Regions from separate parts of the Mus musculus genome. Here regions 2 and 3 are each linked to region 1. Evidence: chromatin contacts called from public promoter capture Hi-C data. All regions are on one chromosome and are shown on one strand. Each heading gives the region's core, a stretch centred on a gene start, on an enhancer-like site or on the middle of the called end of the contact. The rest is flanking DNA. Distances are from core to core; before and after follow the strand shown.

Region 1 (4,915 bases), core at 2,336-4,835:
CCTGCAGAGGAGGGCGTGTGGGTGCAGATTGAGATGACTGGTCCGGGAGCTCCAGAGGGTTCCAGCCTGACTGACATCTGTCCTCTTGTTTCCAGATGGCCCGTACCCATACACTCTGAAGTTGTGCTTCTCCACTGCACAGCACGCCTCCTAATTGGATGCTGGGAAGGAAGACTCCATCCGAGCAGGAAAATGTTCCTTTCCTTTATGCTGTTGGTTTGTTTGGTTTTTTTTTTTTTTTTCTTGTTTTTTTTTTTCTTTTTGGTTTTGTTTTGATTTATTTTTGCAGTTTTTTCCTTTTAAATGCTAGGTCAGTAGAGGCTTAACCACAACAGAAATGCTGGAACTCTGGAGGGGGGGAGGGGAACTGGTATCTCCCAAGATTAACCTTCACTTTTTAAAATGACTGTATGTGTGATTTTTTTTTTTTCCTGTTCATACATTTGTGCTGCCCATGTATCTTGGCACATTTCAATAAAATTGTTTGGAAAATAAAACTATTTGCTGGGGCTCCAAGGGTGGGTTGTCTGCTTTCCTCTCTCCCACTTAGCATTCCAAAGAGTGGTGGGCCCAGCCTTAATAAGGGCAGGATGAGCAATGAGCAGGAATTAGAGACCAGTGCATTCTTGAAGGACACTGCCCAAGCTAGGTCAGGTTCTACTAGTGATTGAAAGGTGGGGATAGTTAACCCTGTTCTTCAGGTAGTCCTGGCCTTACGTGTATCATATCAAATGCACAAGCTCATGCGAGTACATGGATACGGTTACACTCTGGACTGGCAGTGGCGATGCACACCTTTAATCCCTGCACTGAGGCAGAAATGGGCAGGGCTGAGGTCCAGGACAGCCAGGCATACACAGAGAAAACCTTTTTGTCTTGAAAACAGTGGAGTTGGAGCACAATTGTGCTGTCCTGTAGTCCAAGTGCTTAGCTCTCTGGAGTAGGAGTAGAGCTTGAGGCTGATCTCTGCAGCTTGGTACACCACCGCCTGGCAAGATGGTTGCCAAGCTACAGGATTCAAAAGTGGCTTGGTGGGACCTGCTGAGTGTGTGTGTGTGTGTGTGTGTGTGTGTATGTATGTGTATGTGTGTGAACACTGTTATGGGATCTGATGCCCTCTTCTGCCATGCAGGGGCACATGGAAATTAGAGTACTCAAGTTAAAAGTCTAAAAATAAGGTAGTTCTGATGCTGTTCTGACATGACAACTGGACCTTGGTCTGTGTACAGAGATGATTGTGCGTTGTGGTTTACTGGCCCTGAAAGTCATTTCTGGGTCTCGCTAACTCACTGATCCTGAGGCAGAGTTTACAAGTGGGGTTGAAGGATGCAAACTGTTAAGTCCGTGGTGGATAGTCCTGGGATTTAGATGGAAACCTCCGGAGATGGCTTCAGTAGAAACAAGGCCTAGGAGGAACACAGGTTAAAAACTGATGTCCTGGAGAGTGGGAGCAGGCCACACTAGTGACAGTGGTGGCAACGTCCTGGAGAGCCAGACTGGCGTTTCAGCATCTGGAGTCACAGTATCACATGGAAAGTACTAACTGCACCCTAGTTTGCTGTAAAACAATCGGGGAGATTCAAAGAGTTTTATCTACTATCCAGTTCATTTTCTGTTGGCAATTAGACCTGTAAATGTATAAACACTCCACGTGTATCATCCACAATTACTTTTTTATACCAGTTAAATGATGCACATTACTGAATGAGATGACATGACCACTCCAAGCTACGGTTGAGGTTTTGAAGATAGAAGTGGGTACAGCCAGAGGCATCTGGAAGGGTCCAGAGCAGGGAAAGAAGGTAGTAGACTGAACATGCCCAGTAGGGAGTCACAAAAGGGGTTGGACCAAGAGGAGAGAGGGCAAAGAGCAAACATGGCCAAAGTGGCTGAGTTAGATGGGAATGAAGCTGGAAGGGACGCCCAGGAGCTTGAGTTTAGGGTAGGGGGCAGGGTGAGCAGAGTGGAGCCACAGGGGTGTAGACTGAGCCTGCAGGTGCTTTGGTTTGCCAAGAGCACCACAGCCATTTGTTCCAGGGTTTCTTTTTGTTGATAAGAGGCAACAACTTCCTAATTTCTTAGCTGAAACTAGGGTGTCCTTTCTGCTCACATTTTAGTATCTGCATAGGATTTTCCAACAAAAGGAGGATAAAACATTACTCCTGGTAGTTGCTACATCTGTCCCTTGTGTGGGTGGGGTGGGGTGGGGACTGCCTACCTCAGCTGTAAGTCTGGGTAGCAGACATCCCCTACTGTCCCACTGGCCCAGAGACATCTGTTCACCCTCTTGGCAAACATCTCCCTAAGGAGCACACTTAGACGGTATTTTATGCTCTTGGGTAATACTTTCTCAGGCTTTTTTTTTTTTTTTTTTTTGGTATGTCTGTTTTGAAAATATAGCCTTTGCCAGGTGGTAGTGGTAGCACATGCCTTGAATACCAGCACTGGGGAGGTAGAAGGTGACAGATCTCTATAAATTCGAGGCCAGCCTGGTTCACAGAGTTCCATGATAGCCAGAGCTACACAGAAATTGTCTAGAAACAAACAGCATATTATTATATTTATTTAGACAGGGTCTCTATAGTAATGGAACTTGCTATGTAGAAGAGGCTTGTCTTGAACTCGCAGAGATCTGCCACCTGCCCCTGTCTCTGTCTCTGTCTTTTTGGTTTTTCGAGACAGGGTTTCTCTGTGTAGCCCTGGCTGTCCTGGAACTCACTTTGTAGACCAGGCTGTCCTGGAACTCAGAAATCCGCCTGCCTCTGCCTCCCCAGTGCTGGGAGTAAAGGCATGCGCCACCCTGCCCGGATTTTTTCCCTTTTTTTTTTTTTTTTTTTTTTTTCTTTCCCTGCCCCTGTCTCTTGAGTGCTAGGATTGAAGGTATGAGGCACCACATTGAACTTCCTTGGGTTCTTTTCAGAGTCTTTGTTGCGGGGGCTGGGTGTAGGATGATCCCTTCTCAGGAGGCAAAAGGTGGAGGATACTTGAAGTTACAGGCAAGCCTGGGGTTTTATATAGACCTTACATAAATCAGGGAGAAGAGCCTGGGGATATGTTCGGTGTTAAATGTTTGCCTATGTTGCCTCAGTCCCCTCGCACCACAAAACAAAGGAGGGTGGCGTTAGAGCCATTTACTCCTGCCTACGCACTTCTAAATGTCCAGTAACCTTGAATCCGTATAACTTCCCTGGTCCAGGAGCCAACTTCTGGCGGTAAGGGAATAAAAACTGCTTAATTCTGGCCAGCCGGTATCCTAGCAACTAAACTGCTGCCCTTCTGTCCTTGACTATTTCAGTTGTCTGCATTTTGTTCCAACACAGCGTTGTGATGAACTTTATACACAATTTTCCAACAGCACTGTGAAATATTTTCTCAGGCCAGCGTCCCACTGGGCCAAAGGTTTAAGCAACGTCCCAAACACATGAGACACGAAGGAGTGCTTTTTTTTTTCGTTTGCCCTTAGTAAAGATGGCGAACTAGGTGGGACCTCGCTGCTAAAGGGCGGTGGCCGCGGTGGCTTCGGTGCCCTTGACCAACATGGCGAACGTTCGTGCCCGCCCCCTAAGTTTTTCTTCGGGAGTAAGTCGCACAGCTCCGGAGCTCCAGAAATGGCTACCGCGATGACAGTTTCCAGTAAACTCCGCGGCCTGCTGATGCAGCGTGAGTTACCCCTTAATCCGTGGGGGCTCGTTTTTGTGTCGTCTTGTTATAGCGGCGATAAGACGGGAAGTCTGCCTGGGTCGCTTTAAACTCAGGAGTCCTTTTGTAATTTAAAATGAAATTATAATTTTTTAGGTCTGTCTTTCAACCTGAATTCTTTGTCCCCAATCTTGGGTCATTTCCACAAACAAGGGTCTAATGTAGTCTCAGACTGAAACTTGGTTTTTCGAGACAGGATTTCTCTGTGTAGGCCTGGCTATCCTGGAACTCTCTGCAGACTAGGCTGGCCTCGATCTGAGATCGGACTGCTTCTGCCTTCCAAATGCTGCCTCCCAACCACCTCCTGGCTTGCATACCCTAATCTTAAAAGTTATGTCTGGTCATGCCAGCGCCCCTAAAGAGCATATACTGTTAAAATGTCCCCATTCTAGGCTCTCAAAGTCTCTTCCTTGTCTCCCCAGAGCTGAGAGGTACCAGCCAGCTGTACTTCAACATCAGCCTTCGATCTCTGAGCTCCTCTGCACAAGAGGCCTCCAAGAGAGCCCCCGAGGAAGTCTCAGACCACAACTATGAGTCTATTCAAGTCACAAGTGCCCAGAAGCATGTTCTCCACGTGCAGCTAAACCGGCCAGAGAAGAGGAATGCCATGAACAGGGCTTTCTGGAGGTCTGGCCTGCAAGCCCACAAGCCTATCTGCTAGAGGAGACAGAGGTGGGCAGGGACAGGGGCTTCCCACTCCAGATATAACCCTTTACTTCTTATGCCTCTGCAGGGAGTTGGTGGAATGCTTCCAAAAGATATCCAAAGACTCGGACTGCCGGGCTGTTGTAGTCTCCGGTGCAGGAAAGATGTTCACTTCAGGTACTTGTCTGCCTGCTGGCGCCTCTCCCCCTGCTGGGGCAGCCATGCTAGCAGTTTTCTTTGCTGATTTTGTCACTTACTCTTTTTTTTTTTCCCTCCCCTGGCTGGCCTGGAACTCTCTATTTAGACTAGGCTACTCTAGAAGTTGAAGTAATCCTCCTGCCTCAGCTTCCTAAATGTTGATGCTGGGATTGTAAACATGACTCAATGCTTTGGCCTCCTTTTGTTTCTAGAAGGAAACAAAAATACTGGGCCGGTGGCATGTGCCCTTAGTCCCAGCACTGGAGTGGCAGAGGCCAGTGGCTCTCTGGGAGTTCACGGCCATCCTGGATGACAGAGCCAGATCTAGGACAGCCAGGGCTGCACGGAGGAATCCTGTCTAGAAAAACCAAAA
Region 2 (4,671 bases), core at 833-3,332, 1.0 Mb after region 1:
GAAGACCCACCTTTAATCCAGATCTTTTGGGGTGGAAAGATCTGCCTCTAATTAGGGCCACACCTGGAAACCTACATTAAGGACATGGAAGAAGGACTCCTCCCTCTTTCCCTGCTTGTTCTCATCCTTGTCATTCCTTTCCTGGCATTAGAGTCAATTTCTTCCATATTCACCTGTGTGCCAAATTCTTATTTTGTCAAATCCTGAAAATTTTGCCATTATACACAGTCTTCTTAATGCCCACTTTGAATGTGTCTTCACTATTTATTTTTCATTACCAAGATAATGTGTAGATTTCTTCTTCTTGTAGAAAACTTGCTCCACATTCTAGGTAAAGCTGAGCTTCCCTTTGGCCTCCATTCCTGTAGCAGTTCCTTCCCGAGGTAGGCACTGCATTTGTCTTAGATACTCTCCTATTGCTGTGAGAAGACCCCATGACTAAGGCAACACAGGAAAATGAAGTGGAAAGTTCTGGTCTCTTTGTGACATGGATAGTTTTCTGGAAACTGTCTTATGGTTGTGCTGAAGCAGACATGTGGGAAGTTGTTTTGCTGAGAACAGACACGTGGTGTTTTTCTGGAAGCTACTTGGAAAGAAGGCATGTGATGTTTTGTTAGCAGATGCTTGAGAGAACATGTGATGTTTGAAAAGGGTATAAGTATAACCCAACAGACATAGGTGTTGGGTGACAGTGGGTCATCTTGCTATTCTTTGCTAGTCACCGTTTGTTGTGATTTCGTAGAGAGAAACACACCAAAGAACTTCCGGTGGCATTCCAGTGGCTTCTTGCTGCTTCTGTGGACTCTGGCCAATTTGGAAGAGCCTTGAGGTTTCTTCTGGATGGACGCAAGCCACTGCTATGGCTGATTCGTGAATATTGCTTACAAGTGAGTCGAGCTACCACTGCTGATTCCTGTGAATTGAACTGCCTGCTGCTATCCTGACAACAAAGACTGGGATTGCCCCAAAGAACTATTTCTAAACAGCCCACATCCTCCTCTGCCCTATTAACCTTTCCTTTCCACTGCCTCTGGTGGGTGGTAGGCTAGAAGGGAGGTTAAAGCATTTAAGCACACTTAAGTTGGTTTTGAAAAATACAAGCTTACTGGAAAAAAAAATATATATATATATATGAATGAGAGAGACAGAGTCTTTCTGTGTAACCCTGAGTATCCTAGACTTTGTTCTATAGACCAGACTGGCCTCAAATTCAGAGATTCACCTAACTCTGCCTCTGGGAGGAAAAAATACTTTTGTTTTTTCAAGACAGAGTTTCTCTGTATTGCCCTGGCTCTCCTAGAACTTGCTCTGTAGACCAGACTGGCCTTGAATTTAGAGATCTGCTGGCCTCTGCCTCCCAAGTGTTAGGATCAAAGGAGTGTGTCAGCCCTGCCTGGCTGAAAAAAAGAAAAAAACACTTTTAATTAGAGGCTTGCAGACAGTTTCAGAGGGTGAGTCTGTGGTCAACATGGTAGGAAATATGGCATCAGGCAGGCTCTGCCCTAGAGCAAGTAGGTGAGAACTCACATCTGATTCTAAGGCCTCACTTGGGCTTGAACCCTCAAAGCCCACCTACAGAGGTACACCCCTGCAACAAGGCCACATCTCCTAACTGAGAACCAACATCCAAATATATGAGCCTGTGGGGGCCATTCTCCTTCAAACCAATGAAGTGGAAACTTAAGGGTTCTTTGAAAGTCGTTTGGAAGTGGATACAGGTGAAAGATAACACAGATCATCATGAGCAACTAGTCAATTATTCCAGAAATATGTAGTGACCCTTCACAAACAAACTACAGTGGCTGAATCTCTGTTGAGCAACCCCACATGTGGTATAAAATCTCATTACCACAGGTATAAATCACCTCACAAATATTGCGATTGGGGGGAGAGAGGGAGGAAAGAGGAGCGGTTTGGAAGGAGAGAGGGGGAAGGGAGGGGAGAGGTGGAAGGGAAAGAGGGAGGGGTGAGAGAGAAGGTGGAGGGGAGGGAGGGGGGGGCAGGCATTGGCCCCAGCCATTGGACTACATTTCCCAGAGCCACCGGGAGCAGAACGCCGTTTCCGTTTCCTGGCGAGAGTTCGGGGTACTTGCGTCACGAGAGGGTTGTGTCTGGAGGATCTCCTAAGCATCCCATAGAGCAGGCTGCCTGTAGTGGAGCCCGGCGCAGGAGGCGGGACCCTGAGCTTCCCTCGGAGGTGAGCGTGCTGAGGAACGTCTGGAGGACGTGTCTGTGGCATTAGGTGGCGGTGTCTCCCGTGTATACGCCACAAGCCTGTGCTTTTGGAGCCTGTTGCGACCCTTGGTTTGTGGTTGGCGTGCTGTGTGTGAATGAGTTGTGACACACAAGGGTGTGTGTGATTGTTGCTTATCTCACTAGAGATGTTTCTGGGACTGATGGTGTCGGCCCACGTGTATGGTGGAGAAACGGTGCTGTTATAGCGAGGTATTTAGATGTTTATGTCACTCTGAGGTTGTTGATGTACCTGGTATCCTGTGCATAACTGGCTTGCCTCGGAAGACATGTGTGATAGTGTCACTGAGATTACGATTGCTTGTTTCCGTCGCCTGTGACTTTTATAGTGTTCTCCCATTTGGGTGACTGTGTGAGTGCGTGTGTATGAATGTATGCGTGTGTGTTTATGTGTGTACGTGTGTGTATGTGTGTGACTGTAGGATGCTGTGTGCTGTACTCATGATTGTAAAGAAAGTAGAAGTTCACCCTTGTAAAAGAATGTCGCTGACAGTATTTGTCCCTGACAGAATGTTTGGTTATTGTACATGCTTGGGTCCTATATACGAGTTAGTGCTCCAACGGTGTAGCTCTGACAGTGTAAATTGTGACACTAGCAATGTGACTGTGGAAATTTTCTTGTTTCTACCTGTGATCCTTCCCTGATGTGGTAGGGTACAACGGTGAAATTTTGTTGGAATTCATGGGGGGTCCCCACCATGAATCTACCAAAGGATCCTGAGTTGCTTGTGACTTTGTCTCTCCCCAATTACTCCCAGAATGTAAAGACTTAACCCCTCTGTGGGGACGGAGGAAGAGGTTGTCTCTAATTCAGAGTATATGGCAAGAACAACATAGCATCTCATTTAACTTTTTTATTCTCAAAGTACAACACAGAAGAGGAAAAATGGCCATTGTCCATCTAGAAGGGAAGTTTGAGGTAAGCAGATATTTGTCTCCTCAACAGCCTTTATCATGTCAGAAAACGATCTTTGTTTTACTTTATTGTTGTTTTTGTGACTGTCTCCTACCCAAGTCTTCTCTTATAATGGAGGAACAAGGCAATTTATTTATTCCTATTTACTTATTTTTGAGGCAGGTCTCTGCCTGGTTTGAACCTCTTTATGTAGTACACACTGGCCTTGAAATCATAAAGACCCATCGTCCTCTTCCTTCCAAGTTCTGGGTTAAAGGCATGCATTAACTCAATGGCATTTGATGTTTATATTTTGAGAGTAATGAAAATGTGTAATTTGTAATAGATGTTTTCCAATACTGGATACATTTATAAAGAATGGATTTGATGCTCAAATTAAAAGAAAGAGCATTCTTGTACTATTTATGTAACTTTTGGGAGAATTTAGCTTTTGTTTCAGTTTTTTGTTTTGGTTTTGGTTTGGTTTGGTTTTCTTTTTGAGACAGGGTTTCTCTTTGCAGCCTTGGCTGTCCTAGAACTCACTCTGTGGACCTGGCTGGCCTTGAACTCAGAAATTCCCCTGCTTCTGCCCCCTGAGTGCTGACATTAAAGGCATGCGCCACAACCACCGAGGGTCTTAGCTTTTTTAATTTTTATATTTTCAGTACCATCTTGCTTTATAGCGCCAACTAGTCAAATTCTTACTTCAACCTTCAGTTTTGTTTTGTTTTTGTTTATTTAGTAAATGAAGTCTTCTATTTGTGTGCATTTGAGTGAATTTGCTCCATGTTGTATGCAGGTACCTGGGGAGTCCATAAGAGGGCACTAGAGCTTCCATTACAGGCAGGTGCGAGCTGCCAGATGTGGGCGCAGGGGAACGAAACTGGGATCCTCTGCCACTGCAGACTTCATTCTGTTCTGTTTTGGTTTTAGACAGGGTCTTGAGTCGCCCAGGTGAGGATCCTTGAACTCTTGGTCCTATTGTCTCTGCCTCTTAAGAGCTGAGAGAGGATAGGCCTATGGTCTGTTTTTTGTTGTTGTTGGTTTTTGGTTTTTTGGTTTTTTTAGCTATTGAGTGGAATTTTAAAATGAGAAATTAGACGCACAGCTCGAAAGTCGTTATGTATCAGCCGTTTCCTTTCCTGAGCCATCTGTCACTCACAACCAGTATCCACTTGGCTTTTGTCTCTAATTGCCTTTAACCCGTGAGATGCCTTCTTCCATTTTCAAGTATTTCTAATAGATCTGTTCTTTCTCACTTCTTCGTGTGACTTGAATCCTTTTAAATTTACCAAGATTTATCTCCTGACCTACAGTCTGGGGCGTCGTAGTAAATGTTCCCTGGGCAATGAGGAAGACTGTATTCTTCTGCTGTTAGGAAGAACAGATGCCGTTGGGGTCAGGTAGACTGGTTGTGTTGTTTAAATCTTCTAGACATTTACTGATTTTTTTAAAAATTTATTTATTAAATGTATCTCTTTTTCTTCAAAGGTGATCCCGGTAAGCCACATAGGGGGAAGCTG
Region 3 (4,908 bases), core at 731-3,230, 1.8 Mb after region 1:
CAGGAAGTAGAGGCCTTGGTTATGGACAAGGCTAGACAAAACTGGTGAAGATAGGAATCAATGAATTTAAGAAGCAGTTACCAGAGGAGGTTTCCCTGGATCTTCTTGATATTCCTGCATTGGAGAGATGAAGGGAGAGGAGTTGCTGTGGGCCTTCCCTGTGCCTTTCCCACTCTCTGACCCCCTCCCCTGCACTAGGTTTGGCTTACCTCTGACTACGCACATGCTGCACAATGTAGGCCCAGATGTCAGCGCCCTGACTCAGACACAGCCTGAAGGGATACAGCATAGAGTATGACTGGAGCATTGCCCAGGAGGAGAGGAGGACCCTCCACTGTCTCCACAGTTATGGTGGTGGAAAGTTCCAAGATTTCTCACTTCGGTGGGTGGGCCTGGGGGTTGTCACTGAGAGGGTGGCCTTCTCCCTAAGTCTGAGGGTATTCTTATTCCATGACAGGTTCTATTTCTTCTAGGAGAGGTTTAGTTGTAGTCACTTTCAGAGGTGGGTGTAAGAGGTTTCCACCCCAGGAAATGGTCTTTCATAACAGGGTCATATGCTACTGGTTTCTGCAGATTTGATCCCCAATAGAACAGCCACTGCCAACTGCCTAGTGTCACCTTTGATTAGGGTAAGAGTGGGTAGGTGAGGTGCTGTAGGAACCCCCTTATTCTGCAGATCTGTCTCATTCTCGATGAGGGATAAAGAAATAATAGTTTTGTTTTGTTTTTTTGGTTTTTTGAGACAGGGTTTCTCTGTATAGCCCTGGCTGTCCTGGAACTCACTTTGTAGACCAGGCTGGCCTCGAACTCAGAAATCCGCCTGCCTCTGCCTCCCGAGTGCTGGGAAGAAATATAGTTTTTAGCTTAATATTTTGTTTTGTTTTGTTTTTGTCTTTTCAAGACAGGGTTTCTCTGTGTAGCCGAACTCAGAAATTCACCTGCCTCTGCCTATCAAGTGCTAGGATTAAAGGGGTGCGTCACCACGCCCGGCTTAGTTTTTAGCTTAATTAATGTATACCAAAGTTATTTGCAGAGCTTGCTTCCCCTATCTCTGTCTCCTGCTGCAAGCTGTCTGCAGCAGCCACTCTCTATCTTCAGCTGTCTCCTGCTGCTTAAAGAATCTTCCCTTTCTCCAGGCAGTGGTGGCGCATGTCTTTAATCCCAGCACTTGGGAGGCAGAAGCAGGTGGATTTCTGAGTTCTAGGCCAGCCTGATCTACAGAGTGAGTTCCAGGACAGCCAGGGATACACAGAGAAACCCTGTCTTGAGAAACTCAAAAAAAAAAAAAAAAAAAAAAAAAAAAAAGAAAGAAAGAAAGATTCTTCTCTTTCCCTGCCAGTGTAAACAAATTCAAGACCACCCGGCCCCTTCCCTATCTGCAGGGACAGACTAGTGGTCATAAAGACCACAGCTGCCAGAAATGACCATCCTTGAGAAAACCTCCCTAGCCCTCCTCAGCCTGAATTCTGAGGAAAACTACAAGCTGCTTTGACCTTGCTGATTGCTGACAAAGTTTTCTGCCAAATTAAAATTATACTGTTGCTTTATTAGCCAATAATAAAATAGCTGTGTGAGCCCTTTCACAAAAAGTATAAATTAGCTGTATTTAGACAATCGGGGTTGACTCTCCCTGCGAGGCTGAGCAACCTCATGTGCGTCGGATTAAAAACCTCTTGTTATTACAGCGTCTATGATCAAGCTGTGTTTCTGGGGGTCGCGTTCTCTACACCTGGGCCCCGGGGGTCTAACAGGGCGGTGATCTTACTCCTCGAGGCTAATTCCAGGATGGGGAGACCTTACTCCAGAAGCAGCCTCACCTACGCAGCGTCGACTCCCGGGGGCGAGCTGCTAGGGGCACCTCCATCTCTTCAGCAGCCCAGCGACTCAGTTCCCGCTCTTTCTGCGTTAGTTCCATGGCTGTCACAGAGCTCAGCTGCAGTCGCAGCTTCCCGCACTCTCTTTAAGTATGGCGCCCATCTATGACGTCAGGAGCGCGACGCTGAGATGTCACCGGTTGCCAAGCAGACAGCAGGTCCCGGCTGACGGGTCTCTCTGTACCGGGCCGCTACCCGTAGCGGCTCTTGGCGCTCTAGTGTATGTAGGTTAGTAAATGAAAATGAAAAGGATGGGGTGAAATTCAGACACCCGCTTATCCACCTTTGTTCTTTCACTCACTGTAAGAGGCAGAAGGTTCTAAAAGCTTCACTCTACCTGGGGAAAAAAAGGGGGCGGCGGGTGGGAACGTGCAAGAAATTTCCTTTTCCCAAACTCGGGCTTTTAGACAAAACCCATCATTCTCTCAGGGACTTAAGAAAATCGTTTTTACTTGCTAAAAGTGGTCATTCTCCTCGTCTTTGGCAGAAGGGACATAGAACTCTTCCATTAATCTATGCCTTTGGTGGCGTCTATTGGCATATCGAGGTCTATGCTAGCTTCTAGGTTCCTTCAGGCCCTTCTCACAACAACCTCTTACAGAGTCATCCTGCCTGCCTGGCATACCCCGCCCCTACACCGAATCTCTCTAGCCCCCGAGCTTTGCCCACTTCAGATTCTCATAACTCAGCCATTTTGGCCACTCCCCTCTTTATTCCCAAGCACCCTCGGGGTCCTCTTGGAACCCTCTCTCCAAGTCTTCTCTTCTTAGCTCGCCCCCGCCCCACTCCCCACCTCTCCTCTCGTGGCCCCATCTATTTTGCTGGTTATATTCAGTCTGAACTCTTCCAGATGCCTCTGGCTGTACTCTTCTTCATGTCTACAGTAAAATCCTTCTCACCCATACTTAGGAGCATTCTTGTCCTGTTGTGGGTTGCCCTGGCGCCATTTGTATTTTGATGTTTATTCTGCTTCATCAAGAGGAGCTGTCCTCTACAATGAGCAGAGCGCATACTCAGGTGATCTCACTGGGCCTTCTTCCCAGTCTCAGAGAGGGAGGAGAGAGACATGGCCTGGAGAAGCCGCAAGTAGCAAGAAGTCTCATAGTTGGCAACTAGATTAGTACAGTGATAGATCTGCCCAATCTAGGCATATAGCTTATAACTATAACTGAGTTGTGTGTTTTTTATACGGGCTTATTGGGGTGAGAAATTACCGCAACATTGTCCTGATTTTCATTCAATGAGAAACAAATGAGAGACAATGGACTTAATGCTCATTTTATTAATTTTTAATTTAGCTAACTTTTCTATATATTTTAAGATATGTTAGATCTTATTTTGTGAGTATATGTTTTTTTGCCTGCATGCAGTACGGTAATTCCCCAAATTAATCTGCAAGCTCCACCTGCTCAGGAACCAGATAACTTCCTGGAATGCAGGAATTTAATTTTTAAAAAAGATTTATTTATTATTATATGTAAGTACACTGTAGCTGTCTTCAGACACACCAGAAGAGGGCATCGGATCCAATTACAGATGGTTGTGAGCCACCATGTGGTTGCTGGGAATTGAAGTCAGGACCTTTCAGAAGAGCAGTCAGTGCTCTTAACCACTGAGCCATCTCTCTAGCCCCCGTCTTATCTTAAAAATCCAGGTTTATAGAATTTTACTAAGATAAAAACTGCACCTCCATGCACGTATGTACAGCAATGTACCTTTCAGACAGCCACACTCGTAACATAAAAACCCACTTGCAATTAATTTTAGAAAGATTAAATGGTTTACACTATTAGAACTTGATTTTGCCTTCTGAAAATTATGATTATGCTCTATGTCTTTGCTCTTTAAAAAATACTTAATTTTGATATTGCAAAGACACAATTGAGAGATTTCAAACTTCCTTTAAAAAGTTTTAGAGGCTTACAACATTAAAAAAGGTTAAACATTACTGGCTTAGAGATGTCTCTCCTTGCCTAAGGTCTATTTAGGCTGACAGATGATTTAAGAATATATGTCTATCTTTGCTTTTGCTAGCATTATGAAACTAGTTTTTTAATAAACTGAGTCATATGGGAAACTGTTATGTTCTACAATGACACACCATATATAGGTCAGAAACGTTCCCAGTCTCTTTATGGATTAAAAAGCTTTGTTTTGACACTAAGAGAAGTCCAGTTTAAAATCCTTATTTTAAATCTAAACGTAAAAGAAAAAAATCTAAACATAACAGCTATAATATGTGAAGTTCTAATCTTATGAAGCTTACTAAATTACTGTAAACTATTGAGGATAATTAAAAAATGCAAGTTAATATAATCAAATTCTTCAATATCTTCAGAAGTATATTTATAGTCATGATAAACACTAAAAGCAGAGAAGGATGGTTTAACTCAGGTATGTTTGGTAGGTACCAGCTATAATCTGTTAGAGATCTTTTGAATATGTCATTTAAGATGTTTAAACTTATTATGACTGACAGAGACTCCCAGATCCTAGCAGTGACACCCCCTGCCAAGGTTTCCAAGAAGATAATGGGCACAGGGGTTTGGTGTATAAAGGACTCCATCTGGGTTGTGGTAATGCTAACCACTGGGCAAGACTGCCCCACTGCTAGGGCTCAGCCCTTTTGGACAAGCAAGACATGGAAGAATTGATTATCCTACTTTGCCTAGATAAGGTGAGGTCAGTCTCTCCCATGTTCTCCTCCTCAGAGAAGCCTCTCATCTTTGGGCCTAATGTCCAATGACTGCCTCTGTTCCCAGAGCCATGCAGACAGTCTGAGACGACTGGCTAGGGAATGGACTATGGACTAGTCTCTGTCTTTTTAATGGATACATAGGTTATATAGACTATAATTTATCCTTCTCAGTTCTCTGATCACATTGACAGCTAGGCTAACTGTAGCTTGTCAGCTAGGGAACAACAGGCAACTAGCTCCTGATCCAGGTAATCACCCACTGTGTCAGTTCGTCAGTCAGTTCATTAACTAGTTAAAGCTACTAGGTCTCTTATTAACAGAGGACAAATGGGTTTG

What was found. Promoter capture Hi-C pulls out the DNA fragments that hold promoters and counts their contacts. Capture Hi-C pulls out chosen DNA fragments and counts their contacts.
Region 2: a promoter capture Hi-C map of neural stem cells shows a contact between it and region 1. The contact joins the promoter of Zfp420 here to the promoter of Ech1 in region 1. A contact is called at or near these places in 1 of 39 promoter capture datasets (neural stem cells) and 1 of 9 other capture datasets (pancreatic islet).
Region 3: a contact with region 1 is called in a promoter capture Hi-C map of liver. The contact joins the promoter of Haus5 here to the promoter of Ech1 in region 1. A contact is called at or near these places in 1 of 39 promoter capture datasets (cranial neural crest) and 1 of 9 other capture datasets (liver).

The regions. Positions count from the first base shown.
Region 1 is chr7:28,821,753-28,826,667 of GRCm38.p6, forward strand. It overlaps Ech1 (enoyl coenzyme A hydratase 1, peroxisomal), which reads left to right and starts at 3,586. Exons shown (of 10, transcript NM_016772.1): 1 at 3,586-3,660; 2 at 4,122-4,326; 3 at 4,433-4,521. The coding sequence starts at 3,609. Hnrnpl (heterogeneous nuclear ribonucleoprotein L) reads left to right here. Exons shown (of 13, transcript NM_177301.5): 13 at 96-514. The coding sequence ends at 154.
Region 2 is chr7:29,857,897-29,862,567 of GRCm38.p6, forward strand. It overlaps Zfp420 (zinc finger protein 420), which reads left to right and starts at 2,083. Exons shown (of 4, transcript NM_172740.2): 1 at 2,083-2,197; 2 at 3,120-3,172.
Region 3 is chr7:30,663,014-30,667,921 of GRCm38.p6, forward strand. It overlaps Haus5 (HAUS augmin-like complex, subunit 5), which reads right to left and starts at 1,981. Exons shown (of 19, transcript NM_027999.1): 1 at 1,818-1,981; 2 at 210-272; 3 at 82-114. The coding sequence starts at 1,915.